Linked DNA regions of Rattus norvegicus: regions 1 and 2 are each linked to region 3. The links are chromatin contacts, called in public Hi-C maps. All regions are on one chromosome and are shown on one strand. Each heading gives the region's core, a stretch centred on a gene start, on an enhancer-like site or on the middle of the called end of the contact. The rest is flanking DNA. Distances are from core to core; before and after follow the strand shown.

Evidence for each region. Hi-C and Micro-C count contacts between places; a contact is called where the count stands out from the background.
Region 1: a Hi-C map of Schwann cells shows a contact between it and region 3, with 7 times the contacts expected there. The contact joins two enhancer-like sites.
Region 2: a contact with region 3 is called in a Hi-C map of Schwann cells, with 8 times the contacts expected there. The contact joins the promoter of Tead1 here to the enhancer-like site in region 3. A contact is called at or near these places in 3 of 12 Hi-C or Micro-C datasets (the A7r5 cell line, Schwann cells and mammary epithelial cells) and 1 of 1 datasets of contacts at active chromatin or transcription factors (oligodendrocytes).

The regions. Positions count from the first base shown.
Region 1 is chr1:176,341,051-176,344,198 of GRCr8, reverse strand. The region is part of intron 2 of Tead1 (TEA domain transcription factor 1); the gene reads right to left. Among named protein-coding and RNA genes, the nearest start is that of Tead1, 120 kb to the right of the region's middle. Within about 2 kb of position 1,873, at least 9 of the 93 cell types and tissues checked have an H3K27ac peak or open chromatin away from gene starts, as enhancers often do. A contact at or near this core is called in Schwann cells, where this site is marked.
Region 2 is chr1:176,225,548-176,228,522 of GRCr8, reverse strand. It overlaps Tead1 (TEA domain transcription factor 1), which reads right to left and starts at 1,348. Exons shown (of 13, transcript NM_001198589.2): 1 at 1,132-1,348.
Region 3 is chr1:175,927,964-175,931,344 of GRCr8, reverse strand. The region is part of intron 23 of Mical2 (microtubule associated monooxygenase, calponin and LIM domain containing 2); the gene reads right to left. Among named protein-coding and RNA genes, the nearest start is that of Parva, 52 kb to the left of the region's middle. Within about 2 kb of position 1,409, at least 10 of the 93 cell types and tissues checked have an H3K27ac peak or open chromatin away from gene starts, as enhancers often do. A contact at or near this core is called in Schwann cells, where this site is marked.

The DNA of each region.
Region 1 (3,148 bases), core at 624-3,123, 410 kb before region 3:
AGAACCCTGTACACAGATGACCATTTGTACCACTGTTTCCTCAATGCCAAGGGTAGGGGCAAAACAAGCCAGGTGGGAAAGAATGGGGCACACACAACAAGGGCTGCACATGCTCCCTCTCCTTCAGTCCTTCCTCTGCCAACAGCCAATGTCTGAAAGAGAAGCAGCTAGAATTGTATACACTAGACACTATACTTCCTGATCCCACCTGATTTACAATATGATTCTTACCAGCTTGAAACTGCTTAGATTTATTTAAGTTCATATGTGTACATCCACAGCACAATGAAATATGATGATAAGGAATAGAGTTAATCTGGGAAGACAGCACTCACGTTCCCATAGCCCAAACAAACCAAGGGTCCTCACCCGTCTAGCCCTGGCCCCCTGGAAGAGCAGCCTTGACTGTGAACAGTCACTACTTTGTGTCCTGAGTCTTCCTGTAATTGCACTTCCCCTCTCAAGCCAAGCATGTCTAATAGCCCTATAAGTTCCAACTCCAAAGCCCTCTTTTAGGGTGCTGCGATCTCATCGCTAATGGAGACAACTGCTTCCAAACAGTTCCGTGACATGTCTGACTTGTAAACCTCTGAGATCATGGTTTGGGTGAGAAGGAAGACGCTTTGGGAGTGGGATAAGAGGGAAGGACATACAACTGTGTCTTTCTTCTCACAAGACAAAGTGCTATTAAACCAGAGCTCTAGATGGCCTGCGGGTGAACAGAGTGGGGGTGACATAGAGCCATAAGGGTTCCATGAAGAGCCTGCTCTCCCTCCCTGACAGCAACGGGGTCTGGGGGACTGAAGGAAATTATTGTAAGGCAAGAGCCTTGAGCATTCGGTATTCAAACTGGGCCATGACCCATCCACATCACACTTTTCCTTTTAAGACCTTTGTCCCATGGCTCTGCACTGATGAAGGATTTTAAATGGGGTGGCATACAGCACCCTTCATAAGCTGTCATCATGACCCCTCAGCCGATTCACCCCCTTCTCTGACTACACGGGGCTGAGCGCCCAAAGACTGGCTCACTGGGTCCTTTAGTAACAGTAAGGGTGAGAAGCTATCACTCCCCTCAAGAAACTCCCATCAGAGCAAGAAGAATGTGTTAGCATTCAAGAAGCAGTAAAAGCAAGCCATTTCCTTGTCGGGGGGGGGGGGGGGGGGGGGCCGTCTTGATGCATTAAGTCCAATGCTGTAAAACTAACCCAATGGATGACAAAGTGAGGCTACTCCTTTAGGCTTCCATTCTCCTATAACATACACAGAACTAAGATGAGAGAAACAGAGTGTAATGTGTAAATGAAGGATTAGAGGGCTGGAGACATCCAACATGACACTTGTCCACTGTGATTCCCCAGTACAGGAGAGGAAGAGGAGGAGGATAACAAAGGGAGGAGAATAATAGAGGGGACTGAAAGGAAGGGAAAAAGTAAACAAATATCCAAATATGTAGCCAATTTAAAAAAAAAATGTTAAGTCCCCTAAGTGCCAGCAATAATGCCACCACCGTGTAGCCATCCTGTACCAGGGAGATGCAAGCCTGGCTTTCACCAGCTTCCCACCTGCATGGCACACATTGCCCACTGTCTACATCTTCGTCAAGATCTACCCCAGGTTACCCAAGACTGTGTCAGTTTCAAAGTTCAGGTTCTCTGTTCTCTAGAAAACCTCAGTGATGTCCAGAGGCCTACGAAGCTCCCAGACTTCCAACAATGAAAGCCTGGAAGTCCACAGCCTGTATGTCTGCTTCCTACTTGTCTTCTCCCAAAACCTGAGAGGACTCAGTTGTTTCACACTGGTACCAAGTCAGCGTTCAGCTGAGTCATATGGGCTTTCTCATTTCACCACTGAGCTGATAAAGGTTACAAGAATTTCCGGTGCAATTCTGAATGGCATCTGCACACCCCAGCTTGTGAGTGCCCCGCGGATATTTCACACTGCTCTGGCTCTATGTCTCCTCCCTGTTCTCTAAGCTTGAGAAACCCATTGATAATGAATCTCACTTGACAGCTCAGGCAATGATGGTGGGGAGTCCACACAGGAGGGCAACTCTATGGAGTCAGATGTTACAAAGGGTTTACATACCCAAGAAGCTGGACACCTTGAGTCATGACTAAATGACTCCATTCACCTCCAAGGCTGTCTGTCATATTTCCAGGACACTCTCAAGTCTTACTGCAATTTTTTTGTCTCTGGAAGAGTTTAATAGGGTGTGGAATGTCAGAACTATACAGACCTCATCTGTGTATACACTTGCCTATGTATTAGATAGTACTGACTGGGGATCGGGATAACTTGCTTCTTCAATGGCTTCTCCACCTTATTTTTTTAAACAAGATCTCACTGGACTCCCCTCTCTCTCTGAACTAGACTGCCTGGTCGGTGATTAAGGTCCCAGGGATGCCCCTGTTTCCTTATGCCAGTGCTGGGGTTTCTAGATCCATTCTAGAGAATGCCACAATGGCATTTCCTGAGTTCTAGGGATTGGAGTAAGTCCTTCATTGCTTGTGCGGCAAGCACTTTTCCCACTGTTCTATTTTCCCCAGCTCCAAAAAACAGAGTCTCTCAGAGATAAGTGGTACCCTGAGCACTGCAGTTGGGCACTGTGAACTCTGTGGATGAAAGTGCATGTGCACTTTCGCCATCACAGGAGTTTGGGGCAAAGGTTAAAAATCAAAGGTGTTAGGGGCTGGGGATTTAGCTCAGTGGTAGAGCGCTTACCTAGGAAGCGCAAGGCCCTGGGTTCGGTCCCCAGCTCCGAAAAAAAAGAACAAAAAAAAAAAAAAAATCAAAGGTGTTTAATGGCTATCGTACAGTCCTACCCACATGTATGAGAAATAATGAGAATGTGTCTTCTAATTTCCTATAGGTTGCCTGCCAAATTCCTGCCTTCTTCCTAGGACAGAATCTGTAGTGTTTTCTTTGCCGCACTGATATACCCTGTGTCATTATAAACAAATGCTGCTTTCTTTGCAGCTAATAACCACAATGTGTGGGTAAGAAACCTCTCCAGTATAAATCCGTGGGGACAAGGCTGCATTGTGGACATTAAATAATTATAACAATCTGACATGAGTCAGAGGATTGTTTCTCAATGGCCCAACTGCACTTCTAACGTTAAAGTCAACCCGAAACCCTCTTTTCC
Region 2 (2,975 bases), core at 99-2,598, 300 kb before region 3:
TAGGAATTGAAATATTTTCCTTTCACTATTTTGAAATATGATCGTATTTACAGACCATTTTGTTCCAAGGACCTTAGCTCCTTTCAAATGGCGCTATTTTAAAACCCGTCCTTGCTACACTCCGATTTCTGGAATATCTGTCTGTAAGTTTCCAGTGCTGAGATCAATTTGCATTTCTGTAAATCACAGACAGCTTCTAAGAACTTAACAAGCCTCCTGAGAAACGCTGGTGGCTGGCATTTCATTGTTTCATAAATATTTTTATACGGGTGACACCATTCAACTTTAAATAAATCCTTAAAAAGAAAGACGATTAAAGACCGAGGAAAACTAGTCTGGGTTTTATTTTCACGGGAAGATAAGTGTGAGCCTTTCATTGTTTTCTACTTCTTTAAATGTAGCTTTGATTTTTTTTTAATGCATTAAAAAAGAAAAAGGAAACTCCTAGAAGTTGAACTTTCTTTCAAACGGGCCTCTGGACTTTGAAAACAAGTGGTGCTGCCGCGAACAAAGGCTAAAAGTGTCCCCAGAATTTTTTTTTTTTTTTGGCCCTCCTGGGGATCGTTTCTCTTCCAATAAACAAACAAATCCCCCAGTATTTCCTACCGAAGGGAAGTTTTCCAGGGAGAGTCTACTCCCGGGTTTGGTGGTAAGTGCGACTCAGTCTTTTTTGGACACAATGTTTCTGCTGACTCCTGAAAATTTTCCACTTGAATGTGCACTGGAGCGGCGGCGGCGGCGGCGGCGGCAGCAGCTCTGGAGAGGCGGCAAGGGCGAGAGAGCCCTCTTTCATCTCCCGGGAGGAGGAGCCGGGATCCGCGCGGACCCCGAAGGGGCCGGGCGCCGGGGGAGTCACCCGGCTGCAGGCTCTAGGCTGCACGCCGGACGCTCTCCCCACCCGTGATCGCGCCGAACTCGGCGCTTCCCAGACAAGGAGCGAGGTGCGCGGGAGAGAGACGCTGGAGAGAGGGGCGCGCAGAAAGCCGAGCGGGGCCGCCTGTTGCCGCGCGAGGTTGCGGCCCAACTTGCTGGGCGGCGGGGCCGCTCCCCTTCGGGAGCCGCACACAAAGCGCCGATCGCGGTGACGCCTAGACAGCCCGCGCCCCCGAGTCCGCCCCGCGCGCAACTTACCTCGGCCGCCCGAGCGGGCGCGGCAAACTTCGGGGCGCTGGGCCACCGCCCCCGCGCTACTCCAGCCGGTACTCCCCGCGGTACTCCCGCGCCCGGCCGCCCCAGCCCGGCCTCGCCGGCTCCCCGGACCAGCAGGGCGCGCCGGGGCAGCTGCCCGCGCTCCGGCGACGTTGCGCGCTGGGGGGTCAGCGCATGGCCTGCGCCCCGCCGCGGCCGCCCCGGGCCCGGGCCCCGGCGCGCGGACTCCCCGCGAGCTGGAAGCGAGTGTGCGAAGTGCTGGGGGGCGCCCGCGGCGGGCGGCGGGGCCGCGGAGGCTCGGCTCGGCTCGGGCGGCGCGGCGCGGCGCGAGCGATGCGAAGAATGTGCGGAATGAGGACAGGAATGAAATGAACGCCAGGACCGAACTCGCTCCGGAGGGGTGGGGCCTCGGTGACGTCATGCCGCCGGGCCCGGGGTGGGGCGTGGCCTGCCGCCGCGGTGACGTCATGATGTGGGGCGGGGCGCGTGGGGCGGGACTTGGCGCCCACGGGGGAGCGAGCCGCGCGCGATGGCGCGCGCTCAGGGCTTTGTGCGGTCCGAGGCGGGGCGGCCGGGTACTAGAAAGGCGGGGTGTGCGCTTTCCTCCTGCTGTGACTCAGTTTACCCCCTCCTGGTGTGCGCTGGCAGCGACGCTCCCAGACTGGAAGGGAGGTTGCTCTTCAGGAAACTGAGGCCGGAGTGGGCAGCTTCCCAGCCCGCCACTCCTCCTCAAGCCGTTTCGCTTTACCCAAGTTCGCGGTGCTCGCGCAAATTCTGGGCTTCGCAGACTGGGTTGGAGCGTCGCAGAGTCCTCGCCCGCTTCCTGCCCTGTCTTTCTAGAAGTGAAGTTCACTCGTACTGCGAGTTTAGTCTAAGGAAATCCTGCACCCACTTAAATAAAATAAAGTCTTGCCTGGCTGCAAAAAGCAGCTTCGCGCCGTCCCTTTATGGAGAACGTAAGAATCAATCATAAACGGTTTGAACTCTGTTTTTGGAGTGGACGACACCGCAGCACTTCAGAAACTCGGGTAAAGTTAACGGTGGCTGGGACAGACATGCTGGCAGTTTGGGCCGGTTGCAGTCCGTAGTTTCCCAGAAAGGAGACGGCCCTTCCCGCACTGGGACTTCCTTCTGGCTTCAGAACAAACTAATGGCGCCTGTTTTGTGCCGGAGTATTCCTGGAGTGTGCATAAACTCAGGAAAGCGAATGGGACTCACTACGCCTTGTTTGCTCGGAAACAACGTTTACCAGTGCGTTTTTAAGGCAAAAATATCTTCCATCCATGCGTTTTTTAAAATTTTATGTCAAGAGAATTGAAGACTCCCATGCCGTTGTAAAAAGTAATACAGAGACATTCTTTGTTCGCTTTGCCCAGCTCTTCCCTAGCCATGTCAGCCAAAATTTTATCCCAGCCGGGGTATTAATTTTCGGGCAGATTTTCCAGATCAACTTAAACACATCATTGTGTATTTGTTTAATTCTATAAATTCTATAATTTCTCACCTGTGTAGATGCCCACCACAATCAAGTACAAATGTGTATTATTTTTAGTTAATAATATGCAGCAATATGACAGGCTGACAATAAGAACCTCATACACCTGGCAGAGTATTAGAAAATGCACAACTATTTTCCCGTTAAAACTCCAGAGGTGTATCTCTTTTCCAGATAACCCCCCATAATACCAGCGAATAAAGTCTCCGGAGAGCAGAAGAAGCTGGAGAGATAGTTCACCAGCGAAAAGCCCTTGCTGCTCTAGTAGATGACCAGGCTCCTGTTAGGTTCCCAACACTCATAAGGTCGCTTTCAACAATCTGTAACTCCA
Region 3 (3,381 bases), core at 160-2,659:
TCTCTCTGTCAATAAACCATGTTAAGTTTCTTGCCATGAGATGTCAGACCATTAGCTGTGGGCATGGACAGGGCAGATGGTTTGGTCCTAATGAAATGGGCTCTTTCCCTCACATGAAGACAGCCCCTAAAGGGCTCTCAGACAAGGTAGTTAGCTTGAAATTTTTATGGGGACCCAGGGGAGGGAGGTCCTACCCATATCAACAGTACAAATCATACAGAATTAGTGGGTCCTTGCCACACTTCTGTGGCTCAGGGAACAGGTAGGAAGTAATGTGTCGCTTCAGAGATGTGTGAGAAAAGAGGGTGGCTGGCCTCTAGGGAGTAGCGCAATTCTGAACTATGGGCAGCTGAAGTCATCTTGTCCTGTAAGAGCAGGATTCTGACAGTACATCAGGGAGGTCATTTAGGCCCATGTACACTGACACTTCCTGTCTCTCTTCTCTTCCAACTTGGCAACCTCCTTAAATCTGCAAGAGCAAATATTTTATCTCCAGGATAGAGCCTTTCAGATAACTTGTATTCAGCTGGATTCAGAAAAAGCACAGCCTTTCATATACTCGGTGCTTCATCCTCAGGCTATGACAAGCCTTTGTGACCGACATTCCTTAGGTACATCCTGGGACTGTGTGTCTCACGCAGTACCCCAACTCCCTGCCTTGCCTGGCTCAGGTGGCCCATTCAGATTTCCCTATGGTGTGTCCAACCAACAGGTTCCAGCTCGTCTCTTAGTTCAACACAATTCCCGGGCCTCAGTTTCCCTCAAAGCTCTAGGCTGAGAGACAGGCACCTGCTCAGGTACTCAAACTATGCTTTTGCTACTCTGAGAAAATGTGAGAAACTTTAATGGCACAGGGTCAGGGATCTCTGGGGACACAGATCTAAAAGAAAAGCCAAGCCTAAGTCACCTCCACTTAGAAAGAGTTTCCTACATCTTTTGGGGGCTAGGGGAGGCATTGGTGGACTTCAGTGTGCTTTTTTCTCTTTTCGCACAGAGATTAACATGTTAGGTAGTGCATACCAGGCATGGGCTCTGAAAAGATGACTGCTGTAGCCATAGGGTACCCCACCCTTGTCCCAGAATGTTTCTGAGGGAAAAGATAACCAGGGAACGTGGCTGCTGTGGAGGTGTGTAAGAGGGAGACCCTGGGAGAAAGGCCATCAGCTGCCAGGAACTGACACAGGGGAGGCGCTGGCCTCCAGCCCATTACCCACACCCCATCCCAGCCCACAACATAATGGGTCTAGCCTAAAAAGGCAAAACTTGTGAGTGAGCCGTTGTCTTGCTTCCTGCCTCCAGTTACTAAATTCCTGCCAAATTCCTTCTCCCCCTCTTTCTCGCCCCCTCAATCTCCTCTCCCTGCCATCCGCTGAATCAGGCTCCTTAAGCAGCCTCCAAAGTCCTCTCAGCTCCACAAACTGTCCCTTTGTTCCTCTGAGGAGTCACAGGGGACCTTGTGACACAGAGTCAGGGACACCTTGAGCCAGACAGAAAAGTCTTGGGATCTATAAGATCGTGGTGCAGAAGCCACTCTCCTCTCCTTCCCTTTAGCCCAGGTTCCACCTTTGCTGTGAGGCCTCTGGTTGCAAGGTCCTTGTACATTATCTTAAAGTCAGCTTGTGGAGGGCTTGGCAAATGAGGCATTGCCCAAGGGCCAGACATGACTCCAGAGGAGAAAGAGACCATCAAGGACCTGAGAGATGCAAAATGTCTCCTGTGAGCCTGGTGTTGTCTTCAAGCTCCTCTAAAAGATGGGAGAGGGACCCCCAAGACTCCAGTTCATTCACACAAGCAACTCACTCACTTCCAGTGTCCTTCCCAAAAGTGCCCACCATCCTGCAGACCACATCCGTTTCCCTCCTCTTGCACACAAACTATCTGGCAGATACTACTAGAACCTTGGTCTGCTTCAGAGGTAATGGGACACCCACCGCAGCCAGGGTTTCTCTAATTCTTGGCTTGGGAACTTGTCTACCTCTATCCTCTTCTCCCATGCTTGCTGGGAACTCGGAGATGGCTCAGCCAGGCTTCTCTGTCCTCTGTAGGGCATAGGATCTGAGTACTGCTGGCTCTCAGGTTCTTTTGTGCTAAAGTGCCCCCTGAGGCAATTCCTTGTGTGACCTCCTTTTTTTTTTTTTTTTGGGGGGGGGGGCAATGATGGCCTTTTCCCCTGTTGGTGACATTCACTCTAAGCATGCTCAATTAGAAGGGATGCCTATGTTCTATATCCTATTGACTGATAAACCTTTCTTGGGCATAGGGGTTCTTGTCTTTCGGGGTTGACATGATTGGGATTCTAGGTACTACTCTTCCTAGTATGAAGGACTCCATCTTCTCAAAGTCTTGGAGCGCCCTCTAGGGGCAGCATCCTGCAAGCCTGAACCCATATGCTGTTTCCCTGGGCCTAATCCAACCAGTTTCCAAACTTCCTCCCTTTCTCCCTTTCTTTCTCCCTCCCTTTCTTCCTCCCTCTCACACATAAACAAGAACTCCTTTGGACCAGACATTGCCAGGCCACAGAAACAACAGGCTCAGCCCTGTCTGCATCTAGCATTATTGTTAAGGTTCACACCCTATGTTCTCCAGGTGTGGCCCCAAGCCCACTGCTGAGTACTAGAAGTCGGTCTTGTTTTTCTAGAACCCCTGTCCCCGCTGTTTGCCAACCTCCTACTTCACGCCATGCTGGGAACTGGCTGAGGACAGACTGAGCCCCCTGACACTGGTGATGCTCAGGACCGTTGGGATGGCCTCAGCACCCAGGAAGACTGGCCTGAGAGGAACCCTAGTGCTCGGAGACCTTAGTTCCCTTTGTCCTTTCACATTCGCCAGCCACCCAGGGTAGCTCGGATGATTCAGGTGTCATCTTAGCTTGTTCCCAGGTATGCAGGCCTGCTCTAGCTCCAAAGGTGGCCCTTAGCCCAGGGAGACACAGGAGAGGTGGTGAGTCTGGGGGATGGTGGGAAATGACTCACTGGCCAGGAATCATGCTGATTCAGAAGGAGAGAGAACCAGAAGGAGGGAGAGCAGAAGCCCAAGGCCATGTTGGGTCAGGTTTGAGAGGGAACTTGCGGACTAGGGGAGGCAGAAGGGGGTGATGGGCTCAGAGCAGGATGGAGCCTCAGCTTCTCACTCAAGGGTTCTGGAGGAATTCTGTTTGCTGTGTGGCTGTGTGTGCATGGTCACCATAACTCTTGGGGGGGCTTTGAAACTCACCCAGGCCAAGATCTGGAGAAGAAAGAATCTGTCTCTCTGTCTGTCTCTGTCTCTCTTTCTCTCTCTCTGTCTCTCACTGTGTCTCTCTTTCTCCCTCTCTGTTTCTCTCTCTCTCTCTCTCTCTCTCTCTCTCTCTCTCTCTCTCTCTCTCTCTGCACACTCATGTGT